Regions from separate parts of the Mus musculus genome. Here regions 1, 3 and 4 are each linked to region 2. The links are chromatin contacts, called in public ChIA-PET, HiChIP or PLAC-seq and Micro-C maps. All regions are on one chromosome and are shown on one strand. The core of a region is the stretch at or near the end of the contact, and the rest is flanking DNA. Distances in the headings are between cores, read along the strand shown. Region 1 holds the start of Cradd (CASP2 and RIPK1 domain containing adaptor with death domain). Region 2 holds the start of Plxnc1 (plexin C1). Region 3 holds the start of Socs2 (suppressor of cytokine signaling 2). Region 4 has its middle 37 kb from the start of 5730420D15Rik.

The links. Hi-C and Micro-C count contacts between places; a contact is called where the count stands out from the background. ChIA-PET counts read pairs in DNA pulled down with a chosen protein or histone mark. HiChIP or PLAC-seq counts read pairs in DNA pulled down with a chosen protein or histone mark.
Region 1: a contact with region 2 is called in an RNA polymerase II ChIA-PET map of memory CD8 T cells, with 15 read pairs. The contact joins the promoter of Cradd here to the promoter of Plxnc1 in region 2. A contact is called at or near these places in 2 of 39 promoter capture datasets (the HPC-7 cell line and neutrophils) and 4 of 115 datasets of contacts at active chromatin or transcription factors (bone marrow-derived macrophages, embryonic stem cells, fibro-adipogenic progenitors and 1 more).
Region 3: a Micro-C map of embryonic stem cells shows a contact between it and region 2, with 5 times the contacts expected there. The contact joins the promoter of Socs2 here to the promoter of Plxnc1 in region 2. A contact is called at or near these places in 5 of 39 promoter capture datasets (the SN4741 cell line, cranial neural crest, embryonic stem cells and 2 more), 7 of 484 Hi-C or Micro-C datasets (bone marrow-derived macrophages, cerebral cortex, embryonic stem cells and 1 more), 14 of 115 datasets of contacts at active chromatin or transcription factors (astrocytes, craniofacial prominence, embryonic basal ganglia and 9 more) and 2 of 9 other capture datasets (liver and macrophages).
Region 4: an H3K4me3 HiChIP or PLAC-seq map of embryonic stem cells shows a contact between it and region 2, with 2.5 times the contacts expected there. The contact joins the enhancer-like site here to the promoter of Plxnc1 in region 2. A contact is called at or near these places in 2 of 39 promoter capture datasets (cranial neural crest and embryonic stem cells), 13 of 115 datasets of contacts at active chromatin or transcription factors (astrocytes, bone marrow-derived macrophages, embryonic basal ganglia and 7 more) and 1 of 9 other capture datasets (embryonic stem cells).

Annotation. Positions count from the first base shown.
Region 1 is chr10:95,322,093-95,325,179 of GRCm38.p6, reverse strand. Cradd (CASP2 and RIPK1 domain containing adaptor with death domain) reads left to right here and starts at 1,471. Exons shown (of 3, transcript NM_001330138.1): 1 at 1,471-1,711; 2 at 2,291-2,594. The coding sequence starts at 2,297.
Region 2 is chr10:94,942,962-94,946,166 of GRCm38.p6, reverse strand. Plxnc1 (plexin C1) reads left to right here and starts at 1,322. Exons shown (of 31, transcript NM_018797.3): 1 at 1,322-2,650. The coding sequence starts at 1,589.
Region 3 is chr10:95,415,281-95,418,551 of GRCm38.p6, reverse strand. Socs2 (suppressor of cytokine signaling 2) reads left to right here and starts at 1,695. Exons shown (of 3, transcript NM_007706.4): 1 at 1,695-1,934. 5730420D15Rik (RIKEN cDNA 5730420D15 gene) reads right to left here and starts at 1,177. Exons shown (of 5, transcript NR_045339.1): 1 at 873-1,177.
Region 4 is chr10:95,452,545-95,455,822 of GRCm38.p6, reverse strand. No RefSeq gene overlaps it. Among named protein-coding and RNA genes, the nearest start is that of 5730420D15Rik, 37 kb to the right of the region's middle. Within about 2 kb of position 1,287, at least 11 of the 459 cell types and tissues checked have an H3K27ac peak or open chromatin away from gene starts, as enhancers often do. A contact at or near this core is called in embryonic stem cells, where this site is marked.

The DNA of each region.
Region 1 (3,087 bases), core at 222-2,721, 380 kb before region 2:
ATGATTCTAGAGCTAAAGATAATGAAGGACCCTCTGTGTAGCTCAAGCTTGTGCAAGGAGGTGACAGTTGGGTGATTCACTAGCAATATTTTGACTGCCATTAGAAGAATAGAGTCAATCATACATGGTTGTGTGGTGTACTGGAAAGAGCAGGAGATCAGAGGGACTTGGTTAGAATTTAGGTTTTACTCTGTATTGGCTGTGAGATTTTGGATGATACAATTGACTTTCCTGCTTCTCTAGACTGCAATGATTTGAAATGCTAAAAAGAATTCCTACCACTTACATAAAAACACTGTCAGTAAGACAGCTAGTGCCTGCATAGAAACCCTGGAGTATATTAGCATTGTAAGTTTGCACATACAGTTGAAAGGTGTTGAGGAAGGAGATTTATAAGTGTCTACTGATATGTTTATAGATATTTTATTTTCAACTGGAGGTACTGGTAGAAATATTCTTTTTCTATTGTCAAAAAATTTTTTTAGCACACACATCCTTTTTGTTACATGTCACCCAACTAATTAATGAGTTTATTAATTGTTTTATTTTATGAAGTAATTTGTGCATGTAGGTGTATATTACTGGGAGTTGAACTCAGGGCTTAACTGCTAGATTAACTTTTGACTAGCTTATTATAGTCAGGCTCTCATGGAGTTTTTTCTGTTAAGATTCAACAATTCATTTACTCTTTCACTTAGATAACGTAGATCACCTGTTCTCAACCTGTGGCTCTGTAACAACCCTTTCACAGTGGCAGTGTAAGACTTATCAGAAAACACAGATGTTTACACTAGGATTTATAACATAGCAAAATTAGTTATGAAGTAGCAACAAAAATAATTTTATGGTTGGGGGACACCATATTACAAGGTCAAAGCATTAGGAAGATTGAGAACTACTGCCTTAGAGTTTTTAAACCACTCTCTCTCTTTTTTAATGTAGGAGAGTGTGCCTCTTTTCCCACAGCAAACATGGCGGAACAAACTTCAACCTGACGTCTTGCGCCCTCAACAAAGATGGCTACAGCACTTCCTGCTCTTGCCTTTAACAAAGATGGTCGCAATACTTCCTGTCTAGGACTTTTGCCCTCAACAAAGATGGTCTTTATGGTACAGGTTCCCTAGCAGTCTGGATTCCGGTTGTAGTTTTAGTTATTCTTTTTTTTTTTTTTTTTAAACGGTACGTGGTCGCAGACGTAAGTAAGATGACTCCATCTTCTCTCGCTGTCCCCGCGCCGTGGCGACATCGCCCCTGCGCGGCTCTCCCGGGGGCTGGACCGGGGTTCGGGTGGCGGTGCCGGGGGTCGGTTTCCTCCGAGAGGACAGTCTGCGGCTTCATTTACCGTGAAAATCGTCGGTAGCTCTAACTGTGCCACAACCACGGCTTTCAGCTGCCGAGACAGGGAACTTTTTACAAGTTCCAAATGGAAACACGCTGCCAAAACAAAACAAAACAAAACGGTCACCCACGCCCTCCTCACCTGCCACCTCCCGATTTGGCGGAAGATCGCGAGCAAGGCTGGGATCCGACGTCCCGCTTGTGTGGGCTGAGGGTGGCAGAAGCCCCGCCCGCCACCCTTGCTCCCCTTGCCTTCATTGCCACCGCAAGCCACCCCGCAGCACACTAGCGACCTGAGCTCATTCAGTGTCCCATGCATGCGTGCTCACGGCCCTACTGCGACCCACATTCCGAATTCTTGTGAGGCTTATCGGTAAAGGCACACAAACACTCATTTTCTTGAGGGTGCTTGTCCTTTCTTTGAATGCTCTATAAACTTCTTTCCTCCGGACTGTCTTCTATTGCTGGTCAGGGTCTATAAATAAATGTCCCTGGTGCTTTTTAGCAGTTTCTAAAGCGTGGGTGCTGGACTAACTCTGGCAAAGCAATATTGAAATCCACTATTTTCTAGCATTTAATTTTATATAATAATATAAATAGATTAATAAATCTGTAATCCTTAGGGATTGCATTTTAAGTAAGGGATCAGATCTGTTTTCTGTTGGCTCTCTTACTGCACAAGGAATTGAAATAGGGCCCCATTATCGTGAGAAGCAGAGGTAGAAACATCCATAATGAGTGTCGTTCATTATGCCGGGAAGTGTTTGAAATATCCGTGGTTTGGCTTAACAGCCGCTTAGGAAACACCGTGGCTCAGCAGCCTCTTAAGATATAAAGACCTGACTGATTTTTGAGGTGCTCATTAATGAGTTTGCAGCAATACACTGACTTTGGGGGGGGGGGTGTCCATCAGCATTCCTGAAACCTAGGTGCTCATTTTGGCTCTTTCCAGGAAGAAATGGAAGCCAGAGACAAGCAGGTACTCCGCTCCCTGCGTCTGGAGCTGGGTGCCGAGGTACTGGTGGAAGGACTGGTTCTTCAGTACCTTTACCAGGAAGGAATTTTGACAGAAAACCACATTCAAGAAATCAAAGCTCAAACCACAGGCCTCCGGAAGACAATGCTGTTGCTGGACATCCTGCCTTCCAGGGGCCCCAAAGCTTTTGACACCTTCCTCGATTCCCTCCAGGAATTTCCCTGGGTAAGAGAGAAGCTGGAGAAGGCGAGAGAGGAAGTCACAGCCGAGCTGCCTACAGGTAGGCCCCAAAGAGATCCCCTCAAAACAGCTCTGGAAGTGTTGCAACCATGCCCAGTGGATTGGAATTTGGTCTTTTAGGAGGGACCAGGGCCACGAGCATGGGCAACGGTTTGGATGCAGAGGGCATGGCGTCGGAGGGTCAAGACGAGGAGGCGGTGTTAGGAAACTCGAGGAAGGAAGGGAACATGAACCCTGAGGCTGAGGGGTTAAGGAGGGAACTGAGAGTACAATTTAGACATGCTTCCAGGGGAACTTGGCAAGTCACATGGGAGGCTTGTTCTCATCGGAGAGCCAGGTCAATCTGAGCCCTTTGGCAACAGGAACCGTTTGGAAAGCGCAGATGGGAATGCAGGCTTTGGCCTACTGATAACTGATTTGTGGGGTGCCAAGCTGCCAGCTGGAGGAGGTCAGATCATGGGAGACAGCCTCTAGGAAGGCATGTCCTGCACCTGTCCCCACAGCCAGCCTCCAAGGCCAAGGGGATTATTTTG
Region 2 (3,205 bases), core at 73-2,572:
GCTTGCCTGCTCCCCAGAGCACAGTGATCTTTCTGTTCCAGAAATTCTCGGTGGCTTGCGAGGTGGGGGAAGGGGGGAGCACCCCAGCTGACAGTTGCTACCTGGATGAAGTGGTGGAGGGAGCCCCTCTAGAAACATAAGAGAGCTCCGGACTCTTGAGATGCGAGCCCTGGCTGCTGAGCCCAATGTACCTTTGCCTTTATTCTCTGGGGAGTGTAGTTTAGTGGCCACAGGTGGCACTGGACTAGCAAGAAACCTGTAAGAGGCTCCGGTGTGAGGTGTGGATTCGAATCTCTGCTGTGCTATTTGCTAACAGCTGTACCCGGGCAGGTTCCATAGCTTCTCCAAGACCTTTCTCAAAAGCCGAGTAGGGTTGATACAAGTCACTAATTAATACTGTTTGTCCCAAGCATCAAGTGAATCAAAATCTACATGGTGCATTTAGAACTATGCCCAGAACGGAGCAAGTTCTCAATAAATGTTAGCTTTTGTCACTAGGGTTAGATAGTGAGCAGAACTTTCTAAGTGCTATATCTGAGAGCCTGGGACTCCGTTGCCAAGGGAGACCAGGGAGCCTTTTCAAATATGAGAGCTCTGGCCCGAGGGATTGTCCACAACGAGAGTGTGGCGCCTTTCTCCTACCTCACTCTGACCGAGGGAAACCCACCCCCGGTCACAGGGGCGTCTTGGTCCCCCTCAGCCGCCTCCCGCTTGGCCCCAGCCCCCTGGCGCATCTCTCAGGCCCCCCTCCCGCCGCTCCACACCTGTCAGCCGCCCTGGCAGCCTCCCAGGGGCTCAAGCCCTGGGCCTCCGCCGCAACCCGTTCGACCCTGGGTCCTGGCTCCGCGAGCCTCGCGTTTGCCCGGGGCTGCTCTCGTAAACAAAACCCGGGCGTTGGAGCAGCCCCGCGGGCTGGGGAGCGCGGGAGCCAGCTCGGTGCGCGGTTCCGGCGCCGGGGGAACCCGGGGCGAGCAAGGGGCGATGGTGGCAGCCGCGGCGGCCGCGGCAGGCGGCTCAGCTTTGTTATGAATAGATGAAAGAGGCCACCTACACAGTAACCCAAATTACGAGACCTCCCTCCTCCCGATCTCACCGAATCAAGAAGGGAGGGGAGATGGGCGTGGAGGGAGGGCGGGCGAGAGGCGGAGGGCGGAGGAGGAAGAGGATGAGGAAGGGGCCAGTTGCATCCCACTTTCACAATGGGAAAGTGAAACGCACAAGCGCACCCAACCTCTCCAGCCCTCCCCGCCCGCCTCGCTCCCCTCCGCCCGTCCCCTCCCTTCCCCTCCGCGCCTCCCCGCGAGCGCCCGCGCCGCACAGAGGAACTCTCCGGCGAAGGCGGACGAGGAGGAAGCGTCTCCGGAGCGCGCAGGGCTTGCCGCCGCGGCACAGGCTGCCGGAGCGAGCCCGCCGCGCGCCGTCCTCCCTGCACTCCTTCCCGGCCGAGCCGCGGGGATGGGGCGGCCGCGGGAGCCCGAGCGCGCGCAGGAGCCGCCGCCGCCGCCACCGCCGCCCGCGTCTCCGTCGCCGCGCGCCTGAGCTGCCCGAGCTGCCGCGCGCCCTGCCCGGGGGCGGCCCCCCTAGCCCCATGGAGGTCTCCCGGAGGAAGACGCCGCCGCGCCCCCCGTACCCCGCCGCACCGTTGCCCCTGATCGCCTATCTGCTGGCGCTGGCAGCGCCCGCCCGGGGCGCGGACGAGCCGGTGTGGCGATCTGAGCAAGCCATCGGAGCCATCGCGGCGAGCCGGGCGGACGGCGTGTTCGTGGCGAGCGGCAGCTGCCTGGACCAGCTGGACTACAGCCTGAAGAACAGGCTCTCTCGCCTATACCGGGACCAAGCGGGCAACTGCACGGAGCCCGTCTCGTTGGCGCCCCCCGCGCGGCCCCGGCCCGGGAGCAGCTTCAGCAAGCTACTGCTGCCCTACCGCGAGGGGGCGACCGGCCTCGAGGGGCTGCTGCTCACCGGCTGGACCTTCGACCGGGGCGCCTGCGAGGTGCGGCCCCTGGGCAACCTGAACCGCAGCTCCCTGCGCAACGGCACCGAGGTGGTGTCATGTCACCCGCAGGGTTCGACGGCTGGTGTGGTGTACCGCGCGAGTGGCACCGACCTCTGGTACCTGGCGGTGGCCGCCACCTATGTGCTGCCGGAGCCGGAGACCGCGAACCGCTGCAACCCCGCAGCATCCGATCGCGACACGGCTATCGCGCTCAAGAACACGGAGGGGCGCAGTCTGGCCACGCAGGAGCTGGGCCGCCTGAAACTGCGCGGTAGTGCGGGCAGCCTGCACTTCGTGGACGCCTTTCTCTGGAACGGCAGTGTCTACTTCCCCTACTATCCCTACAACTACACGAGTGGCGCTGCCACCGGCTGGCCCAGCATGGCGCGCATCGCGCAGAGCACAGAGGTGCTGTTCCAGGGCCAGGCTGCCCTCGACTGCGACCACGGCCACCCTGAGGGCCGCCGCCTACTGCTTTCCTCCAGCCTGGTGGAGGCTGTGGACATCTGGGCCGGCGTGTTCAGCGCGGCCACTGGAGAGGGCCAGGAGAGGCGCTCCCCCGCCACCACGGCTCTCTGCCTCTTCAGGATGAGTGAGATCCAGGCGCACGCCAGGAGCTGCAGCTGGGACTTTCAAGCGACTGAGCACAACTGCGTAAGTCCAGCCCCCGGGGTTCAGATGGAGTCTTGGGTGACACTTACCAAGTCTCAGGTTCACTACACCACCGACTGGCCGAGATTGCAGGCTACTCTAAAGCACAGTCTGGGGTCCCCAAAGGGAGCGTGTAGAAAGGGTGACGGGGTAGCGGGGAGGATTGGAGGGAGGTTCAAAACTCTAGTGGCTGCCTCTCATCTTTTTAGTACAAATGCGGGCGCTTGTTTAGGACTGAGCTCCCCCCAACCCCCCGGGCCCGGGCTATCCTCTGTTCCTAACCGCTTCTCCAGACCAGAGTCTCAGTGGACATGTGGGCTTGACCCTTTGAGCTAACAGTTACTAATGCCCTTACAGAAAAAGCTATCGAACCTAAAAGACTCGCCGCCACACCCCGGCCTTTGTGCCCCCCCCCTCCACCCACCCCACCTTCCAATCTCTGGCTGCAACCTATGTGATGTGGTCTGTAGAGTTGTGGCCTGCTCCGCACTGGTAAATAAATGCTATGGTGCAAAAGCCGCTCGCAGACCGCCCAGCCTGAACCAGCGCGAGGGGGCG
Region 3 (3,271 bases), core at 446-2,945, 470 kb before region 2:
ATTCATAAAACGTTGGTCTTAGTTATCCCTGCACATTGTAGAGGCTTAAAAAGTTTAACTTGGGCCTCCAACTCACTACACAGAACTCCAGAGGGATCCGCCTGTCCGTTCATGCTAACCTTTCACCGACATCTTGTTTTTAAGTTTACAGAAAACGTTAGGGACCTAAAGAAGGTAAGCATCCTGCTAAGTTACTCCCTGGCTTTACACAGGCTTTCTAAAACTTGAGTAAGAGGCATCCTTCCCATCAAAGATTCCAGGAAAACAGCCTCCCCCCTCCGCGGCCACACATACGAATCTATCGCTGACAAAGCCCCTGTAAGCTGGCTTATGTCCTCCCCTCGCGTTCACCATTCTGTAAGTGCATAGAATTATTTAAGAGGAAAAAAATTACTGTGGATAAAAATTGGTTCGGGGCCTTGGAATTGGCCGGTCGTGTTGTGTTTCCTTCCAGGGCCGGCAGGCGGGGCACCAGGCAAGGCTTGGAAGCCGCGCCTCTCTCAACCTCTCCTGGCCACCCTTGCCCAACTTCCCCATAGACACAGCTTCAACTAAAAGTGGCCATTGACCTTTCAAGCTTTTGAGCAGTGGGGCAACAGAACAGTATTTCAAAGAAAAATGGTTATCGAAATTTCGAATCCGGTTTTCCCATGAGTGTTTTTTTTTTGTTTTTGTTTTTCTGTTAAAAAAAAAAAAAGTAGGTCACATTCAAAGTGGGTCACGTTTCAGGAGCCGGCGTGCCTGGATGCCGGCGCGGAGGCTAGGTGGCCTCTTACAGAGTGGGAGGTGAGGGTCCCAATAGGAAAGAAGTACTGGGATCAATACGAACTCCGGGTCCCTGGCTTTGCAAGGATTCACAGAGACAAACGCACCAGGCCTGTGACCCCGCACCCCACCCGGGCACAGGTAAGGGCACCTCCTCTGTAGGGTGGCCAGGGTGGGTCTCCCGAAGGGCAAGCAGGAGTTGAGCTGAGGAGGAAAGGAGAAGCTGGGCAAGGCTGATGCAGGGGACTACCAGTTGGAGCTCCAGGGGGGAGGGATTGAGGGCAGTCTGCGCAGCTTTAAGGAGGCGCTCAGCTCGTCTCTTTCCTGGCCTTCTAGGATGCTGGCGGAGGGGACAGTCTCTGGTTCGCTTCCCGAGGTGCCCGGGAGTGGTAGTCGACCTGGGCAGTGGCGTGCTAGCTCTAGCTCTGTGTGTGTCTTAGAGAGGGAGGGACGGACATCTGAGCCCCGCCCCCTTCCCGCACGCTGGTCCTGCATCCCACATGGAGGAGAGGAGGGTCGCGTCTGGCAGGCGCACAGCGGGGTGGATGGCTGGCCTAAAGGTTCCCTCCTACGTGGAGGGCTGGGGAGAAGAGGGGCTGCTATTCGCGGGACCGAGGTGCTCAGCTGTTGCAGACACAGGGGCAGGTACTGGTGGCTTAATAGGCATTGGCTGGGGACTTCTCCTTGTTCCCGAGCACCCCGAGGTGCAGGGTCAGAGGAGGGCGGAGTCGCAGGCTTCCACCCCGCAGCCACCAGCACCAGCACCCGCACCGGCTCTCTCCACCCGGCTCCCTTGAAGCCTGCGCATTAGCGGCCGGGGCCTCTTTAAAGCGCTGGCGGGGGCTGCGGTCACGTGAGGCGGATTCCTGGAAAGTTCCTGGAAAGCGGCCTCCGCCGCGGCCGGGCGGGGCGCGAGGGGCGGGAGGCGGGGAGCGAGGGAGGCGCGTCGGGCTGGGAAGTCGCGCGCACACTCGGCTCCGGGGACAGACGGTTAACTCTTGCCAAGTCTCGCCGCCTCTGCGGCTCCCGGGCCTTGGGCTTCCCCCCTGAAGCATGAGCCTTTCCTCCCGCAGCCGCCAACGCTGCGCGGGTCTCGGACAGTGCGCGCCGGGACTCCAGGCGCGCGCCCTCAAGATCCCTTGTGCCCGGAGCCCGGAAGCTTGCGGCAGGTACCGCTCGCGAAGCCCGAAGGTTCCGCCCGGGGGGACAGTGGCCGGGAGGGCGGCGGGGTGCGAGCACGGGGGCGGCGGCGGACCGCCTGGGCGTCCGCAGTTTAGGGCGCCCCGGGAGAGTTCAAGTCGGGGCTCTGCCCCATCCGGACTCAACTGCCTCCTCTCTCCCGGGTTCCTTCTCGGTCTCGGGAAATTTTCCGAGCACCCCCACCCCCCAACAACTGCTACCCAAATTTATAATCCTAATAACCTGATCTCCCGCTCCTCCCCGCCAGCCTCCGCCCTTGCTCCCCCACCCCACCCCTTCTCTTTCTCCCATCTCCTCCGCTTCAACTGGAGGGAAACCCGGCACTGGCGAGCAGGGGTGTCAGCCTGGGGCGGAGAGGGGGGGGGGAAGCTAGGCGACGATCCCTGGGATTTTTGTCTGCCTTTGGCGCAGAAAAACTCGGTTGCTTTTACTGAGCGCAGAGCCGATTGCATCCCCAGGCATCTCCTTCCACAAATAAACGTCACCCGGGGAACTCAGACGGACACCCCTCCTTGCCCCCTGGCTCCCCCGCCCCTTGTCCGCTGGGGAGGCTGCCTAGTGCGGAGGCGGCAGTCGCGGCGGTGGAGGTAAGACCTCAGTCCCAGTTGATGGCATGGCCCGCTGCGCTCGCTGTTGCGGGCTCAGCCCCGGCCTCATTTGGAGCTCCGGCGGGGGCTGCACGCTCCGGCCGATTCCTCGACAGCGCCCGCGGCGGCAGCCGCAGGAGCCGCGGTCCGCGTTTTGGAGCGACCGCCGCTGAGCCCCCCATCCTCGTCTGGAGCGTGCTCCAGGAAGCGGCAGGAGTGGGGGTGAGGCCGCCTCCGAGGCAGGGATGCAGCGGCTGGCGCGCCGCTAGCGCACCGCAGCACCCTCGGCTGGCGACCCAGGAGCCCTGCGGCGCTTTAGGGCGTGGAACCAGGTTTTGCCGGATGCATCCTCCCAAGGGCCCTGGGGCTGCTCGAAATGTAAGATGGAAATGCCAAGTGCAGAGAACTGCCCGGTTCTTTGTGTAATGTTTTCCCCCCCACCCCCACCCCCCACTTGCCCATGACAAAGGCCTATCCATCCGGACCCGCAGGTGACTGTTTCCTGGGCTGCCTGTGTGTAATTCCAGCACACAGTTCTTCGGCGGGAAAACACCTTGTTTACTCTCATCCTGTCTCCCTCCTCACCCCTCTACTCCGGCCAACTTTAGTGTCTTGGATCTCTGCCCTTTTTACCCGTCTTTCCCCAGAGTTGGGCAGGGCGTTAGCTGGATGCTCGGGGTTAAATGGTACAGAACACGCAGGCGGAGGAGTCCCTGGGA
Region 4 (3,278 bases), core at 38-2,537, 510 kb before region 2:
GCCCTTGCTTATCACAGTCCCAAGACCCCCAGTGCCATCTGAAGCTGCAGACTGTACCAAGCTTGATACCAACTATACTTGTTCTTCACTATCCATCCCTATGATAGCTTAATTTATAAGTTGGGCAAAATAAGGTATTAACTAAAAGAACTAGTAACACATAGAGTGAGTGTACTACCCTGTAATAAAAGTTATTTCAGACTTATGAATTGGTTACTTCTAGAATTTTCCATTTAATGTTTTCGGACTATGACTGATTCCATGGAACAAACGCACAGAAACTAAAACCATAGATAAAGGGGCAACTACAGTATATCCAAGGAAGGTCATTGCTATATTATTTACATGATGGAGAAATTGGAAATGAACTTGATTCTTTAAAAAAAAGGGAGACAGTCTACCATAAAATATTGTGTTAAATCCAATGTTGGTGAAGATAGTGTAATAATATAAAAAAGATTCCAGTGAAAAACATATCTAGAAAAGGGCCTGCGATTATAGATAAATATTTGCCCTGTGAATACATGAATGCGTATCACTTTATTTTTATTTATTTATTTATTTATTTTTGATTTTTCGAGACAGGGCTTCACTGTGAAGCCCTGGCTGTCCTGAAACTCACTCTGTAGACCAGGCTGGCCTCGAACTCAGAAATTCACCTGCCTCTGCCTCCCGAGTGCTGGGATTAAAGGCGTGTGCCACCATTCCCATCGAGTATCACTTTATAATCAGAAATAATTATTTTAAATGATCTGGAGAGATTACATGGCCTCACCCTCAACCCCTCCTCGGCTTCTCTATGGTCTGGTTCTTTCCGAACATGTTCAAGGGCCAGGGTATTCGTCTCTTAGGCTTTGGTGATTAAAAACTTCCAGCCTGTGGACCCCTTGAGAAAGCCTCTTTGCAGGAAGAGGGGAACGGTAAGGAGTATCATAGGAGCGCAGAACTTTGATCTGGGAATCATCAGTGTCAGCAAGAAGACCATGAAACATTACTGGACAGAAAGAAAAACCTCCTGCCCAATGTGCTTTCTCTCTTAATCATGAAAATCTCAAAACGGAGGCGTTTCCCCAGCCAGAATCACCAGATGATTATAATTTGGTGATTATACATTTTCCTAGGACTACAGTACATCTTCTGGCAATGTTGAGAAAGTGATTGTATCCTGACCAGGCTGGTTGAAGCATTTCTTTCCCCTCTACAGCCTGCCCAGAGGTAGCCCAGTATCCCAACACAAAGTCTCTCCTTCCTGCGAGGCCGGGCAGACTTCTGCAAGCAGGCTGTAAAAGGGGCGGGTTCTTACCCCCCACCCTAGCAGCCCTGTGACCTGTGCCTTGCTCACTCTACCCCTCAGTACTGTCTTTCCTGAGGCATTGGCTCTGCCACCATAAGAAAGCCACCAGTGTCTAGAAATCTTGGCATCTGATGGCCAGAGGTTGGGAAACCTCTTCTTGGCTCTGGATCTTATTATTATTACTTATAATGAAAAAATAGCCAGAGAAATAAAGATTAGCATTTTTTAAAAGTATCCTAGGTAGAGATGACACTTCTGGAATTATACAGAGGGGAAGAGGATAAAGACAACATGAAATCCTGAACGTGACCTTGAGTGTAGCTTACAAAGGACATTCTTAGTGGTAGCCGGATACATTTCTAGTATCAAGAAAGGGTTTTATACAAAGAACCTTTTGTTAATAATAGTTATTGACCATTTGGAGAGAGACAGAGACAGAGACAGAGACAGAGAGCATGCATGTTTTCTGAGAGGGTGGCTTAAGGGTCTCTAAAATTTTATAAGCATTTCCTTCTTTCTCTGTTTTGTTAAGCGCGAAGTTAGAAACATTTCTACCTCATTAGCCTCAATTCAAAGACTCATTTGGGACACCTGCTACTTAAGCCCAGTTTTCTATTTTTAAGACCGCAATCTTGGGCATTCTTGAAAAGCATCTGCTTGTTTATTTTAGTTCATTTTTAAGAAAGTAGCTCCTGGCCAATCTGTACTGCAGTGTCTGAAGAGATGTAACGAAACTAGATATAGAAGACTGACATGTGTTGTGTGTGTGGTATGTGGTGTATGTGTGGTGTGTGTGTGTGTGTGTGTGTGTGTGTGTGTGTGTGTGTGTGTGTGTGTGTAAAAGGGCAGTGGGTTGAAAGCCATATTCTGAATCAAGGGCAACACCTGTTAAGTGGAAACTGGTTAGCTATAAATAGAGTGTTAAACAGGTAGATCAGAACACAGTAATGGAAGCCTAGAGTCATCCCTACCTCTGAAGCAAGGAAACCTGTGCCACACTATGTAGGTCCTCCCTGTCGCAGGATTTTCCTTGTCCAATCATATTAGGGCAGCAGGAGGCCTGTGATTGGACAGGGAAAAGAGAGGCGGAGCTAAGAGTTGCAAAGACAGAGAATGTCTCAGCGAGAAAGGGAAGCCTGAGATAGAAGTGGACAGGAACCAGAGTGGCTTTAACCGCCACAGGTAGTTCTGATATCACAAGGTGAGAATAATTGGGATAAAGCTTTCGTCATTATCATTTGGCTCTGAAATTATTGTACTGGCATCTTGTAAATTGAGAATTTATTGATACATAAATCTGATTGGTTAATTATAAGCTTCACGAGTTTTGCTTCTACCTGGTAAATGGGTGTTGTGGTGGCTGACCATGGGGTGGACAGTTGTGGTGTGGGGTTGGTGTGACAGCAAAAGGAACTCGGGAGCTCTGGCCCCCGCCAGAGAGTTGGCAGGTAGAGACAGAGCCCATGGGACGGACTGCCATGGGGCCGAGAATTGCCAGCAAACTTGTGGGACTGTGCTGGGCCCTTTAAAAAAAAATATTTCCCGCAGCACCTCCCATACTGTGAATGTTGAAGAAAGTGTTACCATTTTTGGAAACTTCAAGAAAATGATTCAATCACCTGACTGGGATTCATGTGTGCTCACAGAGATTGGAGAGCTTATATGAGTCTGACCGAGGTCCTCTGCATGTGTGTTATGGTTGCATAGCCTGGTGTTCTTGTGGAAATCCTAACAAAGGGAACAGGGCTGTCTCTGAGTCGTCTGCCTACTTGTGGGACTCTTATCCTCCTACCGGATGGCCTCATCCATCCTTGATGTGAGAACATGTGCCTGGTCTTATCGTAGCTTGTTATGCCATGTTTGGTGGATGCCCCTGCTCGTCCTGCTCTTTTCTGAGGGGAGGTGAAGGGTGATGGATCTAGGGAAAAGGGGAAGTTGTGGGGAGAGCCCGATAGGAGGGGAGGGAGGAGAAACTGCAGTTGGA